3 separate regions of the Mus musculus genome follow, and regions 2 and 3 are each linked to region 1. A link is a contact called in public promoter capture Hi-C data. All regions are on one chromosome and are shown on one strand. Each heading gives the region's core, a stretch centred on a gene start, on an enhancer-like site or on the middle of the called end of the contact. The rest is flanking DNA. Distances are from core to core; before and after follow the strand shown. Region 1 holds the start of Etv5 (ets variant 5). Region 2 holds the start of Vps8 (VPS8 CORVET complex subunit). Region 3 holds the start of Masp1 (mannan-binding lectin serine peptidase 1).

Region 1 (4,445 bases), core at 1,576-4,075:
CACACACACACACACTTTAGTATTGCCTGCCTGTCTACCACAAAAGCCAAAACCAACCAAAAAAAAAATCAAACCCTCCCTTACTTGCACTGAAAAATGACCTTCTAGGACATTTGTTGCAGAGTTTTTGTTTTGTTTTTGTTTTCTTTTGTTTGAGACAGGGTTTCTCTGTGTAGCTCTGGCTGTCCTGGAACTCACTCTGTAGACCAGGCTGGCCTCGAACTCAGAAATCGCCTGCCTCTGCCTCCCGAGTGCTGGGATAAAAGGCGTGCAGCACCACGCCCGGCTTTGTTTTATTTTTTAAGATAAGTTTTTAATTAAGATTTGCCACTTTATGATAGGAACTAGAGAAATTGGGTGTTCCATGTTCCAAATGCATGGTGTGTCTCAAATGCATTTTGTAGGTATATGGTAAAAATACTAAGTACAGTTCCAGGAACAAACTGATCAAAAGTATACTTTCTTCACACACACACACACAATTCTTTATTTAAACCCAAACCGTCTGTCCAAACAGGTGTGTATACCTGAAATGACACAGCATCTCCATGGCAACCTACAAAGATTAGCTGCCATCTACTCAATTTCTAAAATAAAACATCTATAAAAATGAGAGATAAAGGAAATTCAGTTCCACTGCACATATTTAAACATTTCTACCAAAAGGCCAAAAAAAAAGGAAAAGAAACAGAAAAACAAAACACCGTCATTGAAATCTTTCAATGCAAAAATATCCATGAAAAGAAAACTCCCTGTTCTACAATGACCTCAAATCTTCAACAAAATCAGTCAACCACTGGTAAGAGCTGGGCTTGGAACTAAATCAAGAGGGGAGACACTTTTCTAGCGTGGGAGGAATTAGCTAGCAAGTTTAGGTGTTACCTTCCTAAACACTTAATTTTCCAAATAAAAACTCAGGTCAAAATAATGGGGGCATAACAAGTATTTATTCACCTCAGGTCTGAATAACAGACAGGCCTAACTAGCATTTTCTTTTAAGTTGTACACAAACTAGGGAACACTTTTCACAGTAACCATTTCCATCTGACTTGTTTTTCACGCTGTGAGCACCATATCAAATTTTCATAAGTGAGCAGGATACAAGAAAACCCTTCACAGCCAGCACTTGGCCCAAGTAATCAGATATTTTCAAAGTCAAAGGAAAGAGAGTTCGCAACTTCCTAGAAAAACACTTCTGCCAGCTTGCCTTCCTTCCACACAGTGCAAACATCGTTCAGAATGAGGCCTCTCTTGAATGTCACCAACCAGGACCCAAATCTGAGAATCTTTAGTAGACTGTGGAGAAGAAAGAATTCTGTGCTGTATTTTTAAAAATTTTGACTAAGTTGTGGCCTCAGAAATTCTTAAATGTCTGTTGTGGGTTAAGAGAACAACGTGTAGGAAAACCAGAGGATAAAATATTTTTAGAAGCTCATGATGCGCAAAAAAATATCCTTTGAAAAAAATCGGTAAAAAGAAACTTCCCTAAGAGATTCCAAAAGCAGCAGCAAGGATCTTCTAAGCAGCCCTTCGAGTTCAAGAGCTGGAAACGTCGTGTTCAAAGTATCTTTTAAAAGCCTGCAGGGAAGGCTTCGGTTCATCCTGGAGTTTAAACCACTTCCTTTGTGTCGTCGTAGTCGCTCCCCCCCCCCAGCCCCCAAATCCAGGGTGCCCCCAGGAAAACTTTAACTGGGCGCAGCGACCGGATCGAGGCCCCTCCCCGTGGCGCGCAGCGAGCCTGGTTTTATGAATGGGAGATGGAGCCGCGGCCGCCACCGCAGGTAGAGGCTGTAACTGGATCCCTCGCGCCCGGCCCCATTCACAAAACAAGACACACTTCCACCCAATTCCCAGCCTTCCCATTCATGAAAACTCCTTCAGCTGCGCCCCCGCCCCCACTCCCAACGCACGCTTAGCCTCCGACGCAGGCCCCTCACCCCAGCGTTTTAGGAAGAAAGCTCAATGCTTCATTCACAAAAAAAAAAAAAAAAAAGGGAGAAAAAAAAAAAAGCCTCAGAGCTCAGAGCCCAAGAAAGAAACCTGCTTCATTCATAAAGTCACCCACATTCAGAAAACGAGGTGCAGCGCTGGCCGATACCAGCAGCCTCATTTGCTCCTGATCACACATGCCGCCTCCCCTCATCACCCCCTACTTAATCAGTACCCCCTTTGCGGGGGAGACCCCGAATCATTCACGAGGTTCCAGCACACTCTCGGCAGCCTCGGAACCGGTTCTCTCTTCCCCCAGGCCGTGGCTCAGGCGGCCCCAATACCCTCAGCCCTAAGAGGAGGGAGTGGGGGGCTGCGGGCCCGCTGCCCAGTCTCCAACTTGCCAGGCCTGCAGAAGTTCGGGCAGATCCTGCACCCTCAGGCTGCACATGTCGGTGTCATTTAACTCTCGGGGTTCTGAAGCAGAACCCCTGAAACTGCTGCTCGCCTCCCCCCACCCCCCATATTAAGAGTCGCGGAGCGTTTCTTCTCGCGAGCCTCCCAGGGCCCTCGGGGGCCCACAACTTCGCGCCCCGCACCCCGTTCTTGCACCCCGCTTCTGTAGCCTGAGCCGGGCACCCCGCTCCCTGCACCCGCTCCAGCACCCCGGGTGCCTCCTCCGCGGCGTGCGGAAACCCGTTCTCCGCTCGCTCCGGAACCGCTAGCCGCCCCCGCCCGAAGCCTCCCAGGAACCGAACCGAACCGGGCCTCGGGGGGAGGGGGCGGCTAGCTCCGGGAGTCACCCCAAGCACGCCCAACTGAGGACCCAGAACCAGTCCGCACCTGAGCGGCCACTCCGCGCGCCCGCCTGCGCGCCTCCGTGGCGGGCTGGGCCGCAGCGATCGGGGATGAAGACCGCTCTGCGCGCCGGCCTCCGGACTCTGCGCCGCCCTGCAACCCGCTGCAGCACTGGCCCGGCCCCCGCCGGCTCCGCCCGCCGCCATTGGCCCGCAGCCCAGAGCACACACGTCCCCATTGGTCGGCGGCCATCCCCGCGGCTGCCCATCACCTCTTGTTTACCCTGTCTTCAGGCAAATCCAGCTGGGCCGCCCCATCATCTGCGGCGCCCATTGGCTAACGGTCGGCCTCCCTCAACGCCCTCAGAGGTCTGTTTTACATAATTTATGCGCTGGGCGCCATTGACCAATCAGCACCGGCTTGTTTATATAATGAATGTAAGGACGTTTTTCATTCATAAAAAACGCGACCTGAGGGGGAAGCTTAGCTGAGTCAGTGAAGCTCTTAAAGGGGCCACTCGCGAAGTTCCCCCTGGCCTCGGCCTGCACCGCTCCTCCCGCCACCCCCGCGCGGGGCCGCTTGGCGCCAGGCGTTCGCAGCTGCAGCAGCGAGCTAAGTTATCATTTTAGAACTCAGGCGAGAGGAATTCGTCATTCCACACACAGAAACTCGCTGACCCTGCCTGGGCGTTCGGCCCATAGAAACACAAAAAACGGAAACCGAGCCCTCTAATCTTAGCTACCTTGAAGAGAAGCCTTAATTTTTTTTTTAAACCAGGTTTCCAGTGGGAAAAAAAAGTAGTTACCTTCCTTTAAAAACCTGAGCTTTTCCAGATCTTAGTGATGTACCCATGTTGCCAAAGCCTAAGGCCCGACCCGATCGCGTCTTCTCGGGCTAATAATTGCCTCTGAGCTCTACAGGCAAGAGGCTACAGCCAGAAACCCGGTTCGTGGATCGCACCGGGCCGGTAGAGGGCCTTGGAAGCACAAATCCCTTTGAAACGTGCGTGCAGTTAGACCGCTTGCTTCTCTCCCGGGCTGCTTGTTTTCCATTTAAGTGTTGAATGCAAGATGGTGTGTTTGCGAATTAGATCCCGTGCAGCTGGGAACCGGGAGAAGCAGTGTTGCTTGCCAAAGGATCGGGCATTGACTGCAGTTGTTGAGATTCTTAACAGGGTGTTCCAGGAAACAAATAAAACAATCCTCTGCCCCTTCCAACTCCTCGTCCTGCTCCTGCCACCGACAATGGCCGTTCTCTTCTTTTCCCAAGGACGCTAGGGTGCTTGTGAACGAGTTCTGTTCTCTACTAACCGGGCAGCAAGGTGTCAGCGTTTGGAGAGTTGAGCCTCAGCAAAGCGGGTCCCAAGTTGTTACCCTAAGGGTGCCCAGTGCCCCACAGTGAAACACGTGGTGTGGATTTCTAGTCCGCGGCCTTTCCCCCCTAAGCTTGTGGATCAGAGCTGGTACTTGGTGTGTTGATTACAGTCCTTGACCAGTTTGAATGCTGGGATGAGACCTGCACCCAGGTTCAGTGGGCTGAGTTATCGGTTTTGCCGGAGACTGGGAAGGGCACCAGTTGAAGTGTGGGCAGGTGCTTTGAACTTTTAACGAGCAGTTCCTTGATATTTAATTTCCTGCCTGAGCACAGTGCTTCCCTTAGCTCCTATTCTAGTTGGTGGCTATAGAGTTTGTCCTCTTGTACCCGTGTTCCCAGCTTGT
Region 2 (4,692 bases), core at 498-2,997, 1.0 Mb before region 1:
AAAATACATTAAGTAAAAAGTAAAGGTTTTACTGTTATCTCTCTTCCAAATCAAACCAAGAATGATACAATGTAACTATTAAAAAATTAATTTGAGTAGGCCAAAAAGAGGGCTATGGGTATGGGTTTTTATTTTAAAACATTTCCTGAGTTTTCCAAGCTTTCTATAACAAGCATACACTATTTCTATTTTTAGTTAAGTAGCACTGTTCAGGCAAGCCTGTGGCCTGCTCCGTGTTGTCAACAAGGGATATGAGAGGCGGTCACGGGAAGGGATTTCTCAGGTATCTCGAGTTGAAATCTGCTCTTCTACAACATCCACCCACAAGACTTGGCTTTGCTTTCTGAAGTTCTCTAGAATAAGTGTGTGACGACTGTAAAACATTTTGAAAATGTCAATTAACAATCTTCCCATTTTTCATGTCCTATAGCCCCATTCCCCAATGTGTCAGCTGAATTCCGTTCTTCCCAGAACTTTAACAATTCTCTGTCACTCAGGGCTCAGGGTTCTGGTGTCACCATTCTGTCTAACCTACTTTAGACGGGTCTCTCTCTCTCTCTCTCTCTCTCTCTCTCTCTCTCTCTCTCTCTCTCTCTCTTTCTCTGTGTGTGTGTGTCTCATACACACACACTCACACACACAGAGTCATGGCTGAAATGTGTTTCTGTGAGTGATTATTAAAGATGTTTGGAAGCCACTGCCTGTACCCTAGCCACATCAGGCTAGCAACTTGTCCCTAAACTCACCTTGGCTTGTAACTAATCCCACTGTTCCCTCAGTTAGGCAGTCTCTCTGGCTCCTGCCTACAGAAGTCTCCTCACTCCCTGCTCCCCCCCCTTTTTTTTAGCTAAGGTGTTGATTATTTTCCTTCATCCGTGACCCTAAAAATGACAGCCCTATAGTTTCTTTATGTCACTGTGATCAGCTGGCCTTTACTGACAGTCCTAATGTACTTACAGGACAGACCTACAGTGAGCCTGGTTGATACTCAATGTAACTCCTCCTGAGGTATCTTCCCACACTCTCCCTCCTCATTTCTCCCTCACAGACAAGTCCAACAACTATGTTATCTGCCTCCTTGGGTTAATGATACCATATAGTGGCAATTGTAAACGCCAAACTATCCTGAAATAGCTTTTTCCAGTAGCATATTAGGGAAAAAAAAGATGCCTTCTCTATTTAATAATGTGACCCACTCTATTATTTTTTGATGGAACAATGACAACTAAAAATGATAATTTGGAAAAGAAGTTTTCAGTATCCATCCTTATTTGCAAAAACAATGTTTCCCCTTCCCCCCAAAATTACCCACCAAAACCCAGCAATTCTGTGTTCACCTTTCAAAAGAAAACGAATTAGTGGACACTACCAAATCCAACGAAACGAATTCCATATCCACTCCTAACCCTGCACTGTGTATCCATCCATCCATTTATCTATTTGTCGAATCTGAGACAGGTCTGTGTCGGTATCCCAGACTAGTTTGAACTCAATATGCTCCTTCTGCCTCAGGCTCCTGCGCGCCTGATGGCTGGACGATCCTTGACACCTCGTTTTGGGGTGAGTTTATGGAAGTTCAGGTGAGCTGATTGAAAGGGACGTTCCTTTTAATCTGAGGACCTCTATTTGCTAGACTCCTCCGGCTCAGATGCCAGGGCTCCTTGAGCGTCCCTGGAGGCCGGACAGAGTCTCCCTTTAAGGAGGGCGTGACGCAGAGGCTCGCACCGCCCAGTGCAGGGCGTCTCTGGGGAAGAGAGCGGAAGCGCGCCCGCCAGCTGCCGAGACTGCGCGTGCGTGGGCTGGCCTCCGCGGGGTCACGTGTGCTGGGGTCCCGTCAAGGCAGACGCCGGCTCAGGTAACACGTATTCCGAACGGGTGGGGCGGGGCGGCGGGTGCGGGCCGGCGCGGCAGGGGTGCGCAGACGGAGCTGCGCCCCAGTGGCTCCCGCAGACCCTGTGGCCACCGCGGGCTGGCTCAGGAGTCTGACTTCGCACTAGGTTAGCAGTTTCCACCCGGGTCCGGCCGCCTGCGGGGATACCGGACTGGCGCGCTCACGCCCGGACTGCGGCCGGGAGGTGGGTGCTGTCCCTCCCACGCCCGCCGCACGGCGTGGAGGTTCTCACCCGGTCCGACTGACGTGCAGCCCGTGCTGCCGCTTCCTCCTCGCCTCCTGCCAGGTGTGCCCCAATCCGAGGGCCGCAAGGTGGGGGGCACCCCTGTGCCTTGGCTTGTTGTCTAGGTGTGGCACTCGGGGGACAGAGGCACGCGGCAATCCAGAGTTTGGGTGTACTAAGTGGACATGTTTCAATGGAAGGATTGTACTGGCTTATCCGGAGTAGCTGCTGGAGCCTTCTCATAAGTAGGCGGGGCTCTATTTGCCAGAATGCTTGTTACTGTACTGCCCACTCTACTGGACACCCCACCCCCTAACCCCCCCCAAAAAGCCCAAGTAACGTAAGCACAGATGTTGGCTAGTGCCGCTAACTCTGTTCCAGGTGTCTCTGTTTGGGAGAAAATTGCACATCGTTGTGTGTGGGTTTATGTTACACTTCTGTGTTTGAAGTGCTTCCAATATAGATTGAGGATGGGGGAACCCACATGTGTTTAAGTCATGGGTTTGCTCACGTTGACATCTAAGCAGAAAAGTATTGACTCCTCTAGCACTAGCTGACCTGGTCTGTAGAATACACAATAAAGATAAATGGAGCAGTTTTGTTTGAACTGTTGAGCCTTGTATGCGGGAAGTGACTGAGTTATGTGAGAAAATTCTTTACAGACCTCTAACAGAATAAGGTGCTGATTTTTTTTTCTTTATATGTTTCTTTTGTAATTGGACTGTTGGCAGTCGTTGAGTGCATTCTGTCTTCCAGAATTTGGGGGTTTCTTAGTGACTCTTAGTGTTATCCCCACTAGTCCATAAACATTTTAGCCATTGGGATAGGAGAAGTAAGGCCCTAGAGCTGGAGTTACGAGCTGTTGTGAGCTACCCCGTGTTGGTGCTGGGAACCAAACTCTGGCCCTATATAAGAGCAGTATACCTTTTTAATCGCTGAGCCATCTCTCCCACCCCTCTATTTTGAGACAGGACCTATTGCTCAAGGCACAGCCTGCTGATTCAGCTAGATGAGCTAATAAGCCTTCGGGGCCATGTCTCCATCTCTCCCTCCTTTCCAGGTTTACAGGCTCTTACCACCATGCTCAGCTTTGTAAGTGTAGGCTTTGGGGTATCAAACTCAGGTTCTCATATTTGTGCCTCAAACACTTTACTGACTAAGCCTTGAGAGGCACACATGTGGCAGTAAGAGCACAACTTTGTGAAGTCCTCTTCTTTTTGTCCCTAGGGCCAGGAGTCTGCTTATCTCCACCTCCCTAGTGCTGGGATTACAAAAGTGGGCCGCAATTGGCCTGGCTTTTTTTGTGTGTTCTGGGGACTTAATGACAGATGCCATCAAATCACTATACTTTTGTGCTTGCAGGGCTGACAGTGTGCTGACTGAACTGTCTTCTCAATTCAGTAAGGCCTTTTTTCCCCTCCTCGAGACAAGGTTTCTTTGTGTAGCCTTGGTTGTCCAGTACACCAGGCTGTCCTTGAATTCCCAGAGATCCACTTGTTTTTGCCTCCTGAGTGCTAGGATTAAAGGCGTATTCCATTGCCAACCGGCCAGTGTGGCCTTTTGGACTTAAATGAGATATGTTAAACTTTTGTTTAATAGGTTTCATATTCCCAGTATATTCATGAGGTCATTCATGAGTTACCATTTGGGCTACCTTCCTGTATATAGATGGCCATCCTAAGTACATCTTCTGATCAAGTCAGCAACCATAGGTTTCTCTTGGATTTCTGTCTTAGACTTACACTGATAACATTGGTGATAATTACATGTTTTAAAGTTAGGCCTTTTTCTGTTAACAAGTGTCAGGAAATCAGTTCAAATGCACTTAAAACGAAAGAGATTTATTGGTTTACACACCTGGGAAGGGATTGGGTATCATTACATAAATAAATGATTCTGGGTTCCTTTCTCCATCTTACAAAGGACCTCCGGCATCTTGGTCCCATCTCTGTCTCTGATTGTATCTCATTCTGTTCCATTACTTAGTGTGAAAAACAGGTTCCTGGCAGCTCCTTCAAGCTGGCGTACCCTAGAGGTGAGAGAAAACTCTTGCCTTCATTCAGTATTTACAAGTTCCGGGAAGGACCTTGATTCAGGCCAGATTGGAGACAGATGTTCAATGCATACTTTTTTGGCTAGGCTCATGGGCACATGGCTGGGGCACCACTAAAGTCACATGGGTGGAAGCTTCCCAAAAAGTACCTTTGAGGCATTCCAGGAAGACGGACTTGTGCTCTTAAGAATCCCAGTGTAGGCCAGATGGTGGTGGCATTCGCCTTTATTCCCAGCACTTGGGAATGAGAGGCTGAGGCCAGAGGCCAGAGGCCAGAGGCAGATTTCTGTGAGTTCGAGACCAGCCTGGTCTACAGACTGAATTCCTTGAGTTCCAGAGATACAGAGAAACCTTATCTCAAACAAACAAACAAACAAACAAAGAATCCCAGTGCAGGTGGCTTTTGACCCACGTTGGAGCAGAGTGCTGTTTGTTAGCACAGGTGAGGTCAGTTGCCTGTACATGGGTCACGCATGAACTGGGACTGGCCAAAAGGACTGCAGGTATCCATTTCCTGTTCTGCAC
Region 3 (4,243 bases), core at 274-2,773, 1.1 Mb after region 1:
TGAGAACAAAGGAAGAGATGCCATGTCTGAGGGATGGAGATCAGAAACGAGGACACAATGTTGAGCGAAATACCTGGGAGGGTTGTCCTAAATTGAGGGTTAAGCATATACAACGGTGAGCTTTTGGGATGGCTGAGGCACAGGTAAGGCAGAATATCATTCCACAGTACAAAGGAAGAAAAGCCATTGTTTCAGAAGAAGGGAAAAATGAACAAAACCAAAGGACAACTTTACAAGATCAGAATGACGGAATGAACTTTTAGAGACAGCTCTTCCTCCTAGGCATAGGTCAATGCAATCCAAAGTTACACAGATGGAAGCTCACTCTTTATTGGCCCTGGACTGAGCAAGTTACCAGGTGACTGAAGAAAAGAAACAAATAGAAACTTTCCTGATTTAAAGGAAAGCGAATGGAAAATAGGTGTGTAGGGACTTAACACATCTCCAGAGTGTGTTTCCTTGCTCTTTTTGACACTTACAAGTGATAACAATAATTAGGATAGTTGGGGTTTCAGACTCTGGTAAAGCTTATAAGAAATGCCTGGTGAGGAACATGAAGGGACACAAGAAACAGGGAAGGTTGAAGAGCTTCAAGCCCATTAGAATTTAAAGTGGTAGGTTTCTGAATCCCACATGCTCCTTAAAAAAACTGTGGTGTCTCTTTAAGAGCCATTTGGTGCATTTCCTAGCCTGATTCATGTCACCAGCTGCCTCTGATTTCAGTGAGAAATGCAGAATTTATAGGGAACTGTAAAATGGGGACAGGTTTCTAGTTTTCTAAATTGAGGTTTAACTGGCAAACTTCTGAAGGCTCAAGAAACCACAAGTGAGGCTGTGGGGGGAACTGTTGTCTTTTCCGGTCAGAAAAAAAAAATATAAACACACAAACACATTATCTAACTCTCAAAGTGTTGGGAGAAAGAAATCAGTGCTCTTTGCCGAGCAGCAAAAAGAAGAATCAGCCTTGTGGGCAGGAGGAGGAGGAGGATCGCATTGGCCAGTAGGCAGCACCCTGTGCTGGCAGAGAGAGAAATCTGAGCCTCAGCCTCGCCAGGAGCAGGCTTTGCACAAACTATCTGGTTTCAAGTTGCGACTCTCCGGAGTCCCTGGGAAGGTGCCCCAGGGACAGGGCCCCCAGGATTGATGAGACTCCCCCATCCCCAGCCGCCCAGAGGATAAGCAGGTGAGTCTGCCTAGAGACAAGGTCAGACCCAGCGGGCTGCTCTCCACTCGGTCCCCTGACCAGGCACTCACCTCATTTTCCTGCTCTGTGAGCTCCTGGCTTTGGTTCCTTCTGCCAGACTTGTCTGTGAGCTCGTCCCAGTCCCCGGTGTGGTGTCAGCGATGCCTTATCTTTGTTCTGAGGTCCCTGTGTGTCTCTGGAATTGGCTGGCATTCTCCATTCAGGTCACGCCTTCTCCTGCCTGCAACAGATCCCCTCTCCCCCTCTCCCTCTGGCTTTCCCTCTCTCCTCTCTCTGTCTGAGCTTATGTACACTCGGAGGGACCTGACAGACTGTTTCCTTGCAAGATCTGTTAGCCAGTCCCCTCCTAGGGAGGGACTGCAGCCCTTGAGAAAAAAATCTGAGAGACTTAGAGGTGTGTGTGTGTGTGTGTGTGAGAGAGAGAGAGAGAGAGAGAGAGAGAGAGGAGAGAGAGAGAGAGAGTAATTTCTCTTCAGCCTCCCTTGCCTGATGGCTATAATTGTTCTACTTTAGGACCCCAGCAAAAGAACAATTAAACAGAAACAGCCAACTAAAAAGGCAGTTCTAGGAGATTATAAAAAAGAAGGCAGATTCCAAGCCTCAGCCTGTTCGTGGACATCCACAGGTTTTTTTTTTTTTTTTTTTTCCTTCTGAAAACCTCGTGGCTGGCCCCGCTGGTGAGGGAGCACCAGTTCCTGCAGTTGGCTACTTACTCTCCCCACTTGAAAGGCTGCTGCGTGGCACTGTCTAACTGCAAGCATGCAGAGATCTAATTTACCCAGTTGGGAAAAAGGCTTCAGCAAAGCCAGAGAGCCAGGTGCCCCATGCATCTAGAAAGAACTGTGCCTGTGTGCTGTCAGTGCCTCAGGCCCCATAGAGAAACGTACAGCAGATCTATGCTGAGCTGAGTAATAAGAGAGCCCTCTTCCTAAAGACAGCACCACATATAACCCTCTCCACAGCTAACCCCTACTGTAACTCCACCACAGTATCATCTCTGCAGTCCGACATCTCAGTCCGACAGAGGCCCTTCCACAGTAATAACCCCAACACACAAAAGTGGCAGCCTGCGCTGAAGGGCGTGTGAGGTGGGTGGGCCCGCTCACCTGCATCATTTCAGCGCCAGGCACAAACGCTGTCTAAATCACTTCCACAAACTTCTGAGGGTTCTCTCTGATGGATCTTTTCCAGGTGGGAAAATGATGTCTTAACAAGATTATAGGACTGGCCAAGGCATCCAGGATCCCACTACCACTTCTGGAGCCATTGCCACCTCAAGCCAGCTGTTAGAAGAGCCACTGGGCGCTAACCCTGGCCCCACTCGTTCCTTCGAGAACCTTGTCCAGGCCTGTGGTAGCATTATAACTCCAGTAAAGAAAGTGCCCAGAGGAAGTGGTCATACACTTAGGAAGGGAGGAAGAAGTCCATCTCTCATGGGTTCCATGACACCACGTCTCGGTAACGTATCACAGAGCACGTGGCGTTTGCAAACCACATACATCCACTAACAGAGAAACCGAGTCCTGAACTATTTCAAGCGCTTTAGATGCTGATCCAGACTTTAACGGTGATCTATGTTTTCTGACCAACCTGGCTGCGTACAGCACTGTTTCAGATCCCATCTCTTTGTTCGCTGAATGGAAACTGTAACGAGGCACAAGTGAGAATTTGAGGATGAGCTGCTTTTCAGTCATGCAGAAGGCCACCTGCCACCTGAATCAAGGTGCCAAACACATTCTCCACCCTGAGATAGCTCTCCTTGACGTATTTTGGGGGGAGCAAAGATTTGACATTTACTGTAACCCCTTCTTGTCTTTCCTCCAAGTTCTCCAGTTTAGCTTTCCTGAGTGCCAGCCTTGTGTGATTGGCATGATTATGAGGCTCTGGCTGATAATGTAGTGTAAGTGTGTGTGATGAGGAGGGAGGTTTGAACTCAGGCATTGCCCGAGAGAAATGGTCTCTGTTTCAGGCAGGACAAGAAAGAAAACCCTGTAAAATCTCCATTAAGCAGACTGTCAGGCTCTTTAGACATCAAATAACTCTCACAAAAAAACATTTTAATGATTTAAGTGTAAATGAATCAGAAACACATGGGCTGCATTTCTTTTGGAATACACAAGGGTTTTCAAACCAAAGGAGAAAGAACTTGGCAAGACGCACACAGTGCACAGTGGCCTTGCCCGGGGAAGGAGTCCGGCAATTCTCCCTGCAGCTGAGCCCACCCTCTCTGGAGTTAGCATATGTTAAGGAAAGGCGTTCACTCTAGATCTGGGCACAGAGGGAAGAGTTTGAGAGGGAAAGCCATAAGCTACCCCTTGTAAAGTGTCACAGAGAGCAATTAGACCTCCAGAAATAGCTTCTTGCCCTAGCTTTTTAAAGACTGCCAGTGATCAATGGGAGACACTTGAAGGGTATTCTGAGTGAACATTCTAGCAATTTGCAGCAGCTCTGCTATATGGCGTCCTTAGGTGTCAGCCAAGGCTCGGTTGGAGCTGCTGGAATGCACACAGTCACAGAGGTGCAGTGGAGGCTCTGGGTGTGTGACTCCTGCAGCTGCCCACTGGCTTGCACTATGCTTTTAATGAAGACTCCCTGAGGTGTCTCCATCATACCCAGGTGTGAGAGGATGGCCGTGCTGCTCTGGGGTTTGGAGCACTGGGCTGTAGTCCCAGTAGTTGCAGCTTCAGGCAAGTCACCTACTTTCTTTGTGGGGTATCAGTTCATTGAGTGTGAGCACATAGAACATGATGTGGGCTTGAGAAGATGCACGGATGAGAGGCTGCTCGCCTGCACTGAGGTAGGAGGCCAGAGGAACCCCACAGTGGTGTCGCTTGCTTTCCCTGTGGTTCTGACAGTGTCGTCATTCATTATTCAGAATCCTATCACGGCTATTAAGAAAAATTATGTTTGGAAAGATTCAATTAGTCTCTTTAAAAGTTTGACAAAAAGTGGCTTAAAATGCACACAAGGAACCAATAGTTCTTAGTTCTAAGCAAAGAAATGGGGACAACAGGGGTGAGCTCAGAGCCCTGGCCTTCT

The links. Promoter capture Hi-C pulls out the DNA fragments that hold promoters and counts their contacts.
Region 2: a promoter capture Hi-C map of pre-B cells shows a contact between it and region 1, with 3 times the contacts expected there. The contact joins the promoter of Vps8 here to the promoter of Etv5 in region 1. A contact is called at or near these places in 2 of 39 promoter capture datasets (liver and pre-B cells) and 1 of 9 other capture datasets (liver).
Region 3: a contact with region 1 is called in a promoter capture Hi-C map of the SN4741 cell line, with 5 times the contacts expected there. The contact joins the promoter of Masp1 here to the promoter of Etv5 in region 1. A contact is called at or near these places in 1 of 39 promoter capture datasets (the SN4741 cell line) and 1 of 115 datasets of contacts at active chromatin or transcription factors (microglia).

What each region holds. Positions count from the first base shown.
Region 1 is chr16:22,436,745-22,441,189 of GRCm38.p6, forward strand. It overlaps Etv5 (ets variant 5), which reads right to left and starts at 2,826. Exons shown (of 13, transcript NM_023794.2): 1 at 2,773-2,826.
Region 2 is chr16:21,421,371-21,426,062 of GRCm38.p6, forward strand. It overlaps Vps8 (VPS8 CORVET complex subunit), which reads left to right and starts at 1,748. Exons shown (of 47, transcript NM_001285893.1): 1 at 1,748-1,855.
Region 3 is chr16:23,519,292-23,523,534 of GRCm38.p6, forward strand. It overlaps Masp1 (mannan-binding lectin serine peptidase 1), which reads right to left and starts at 1,524. Exons shown (of 11, transcript NM_001359083.1): 1 at 1,255-1,524. The coding sequence starts at 1,259. It also overlaps a transcript of Rtp4 not described here.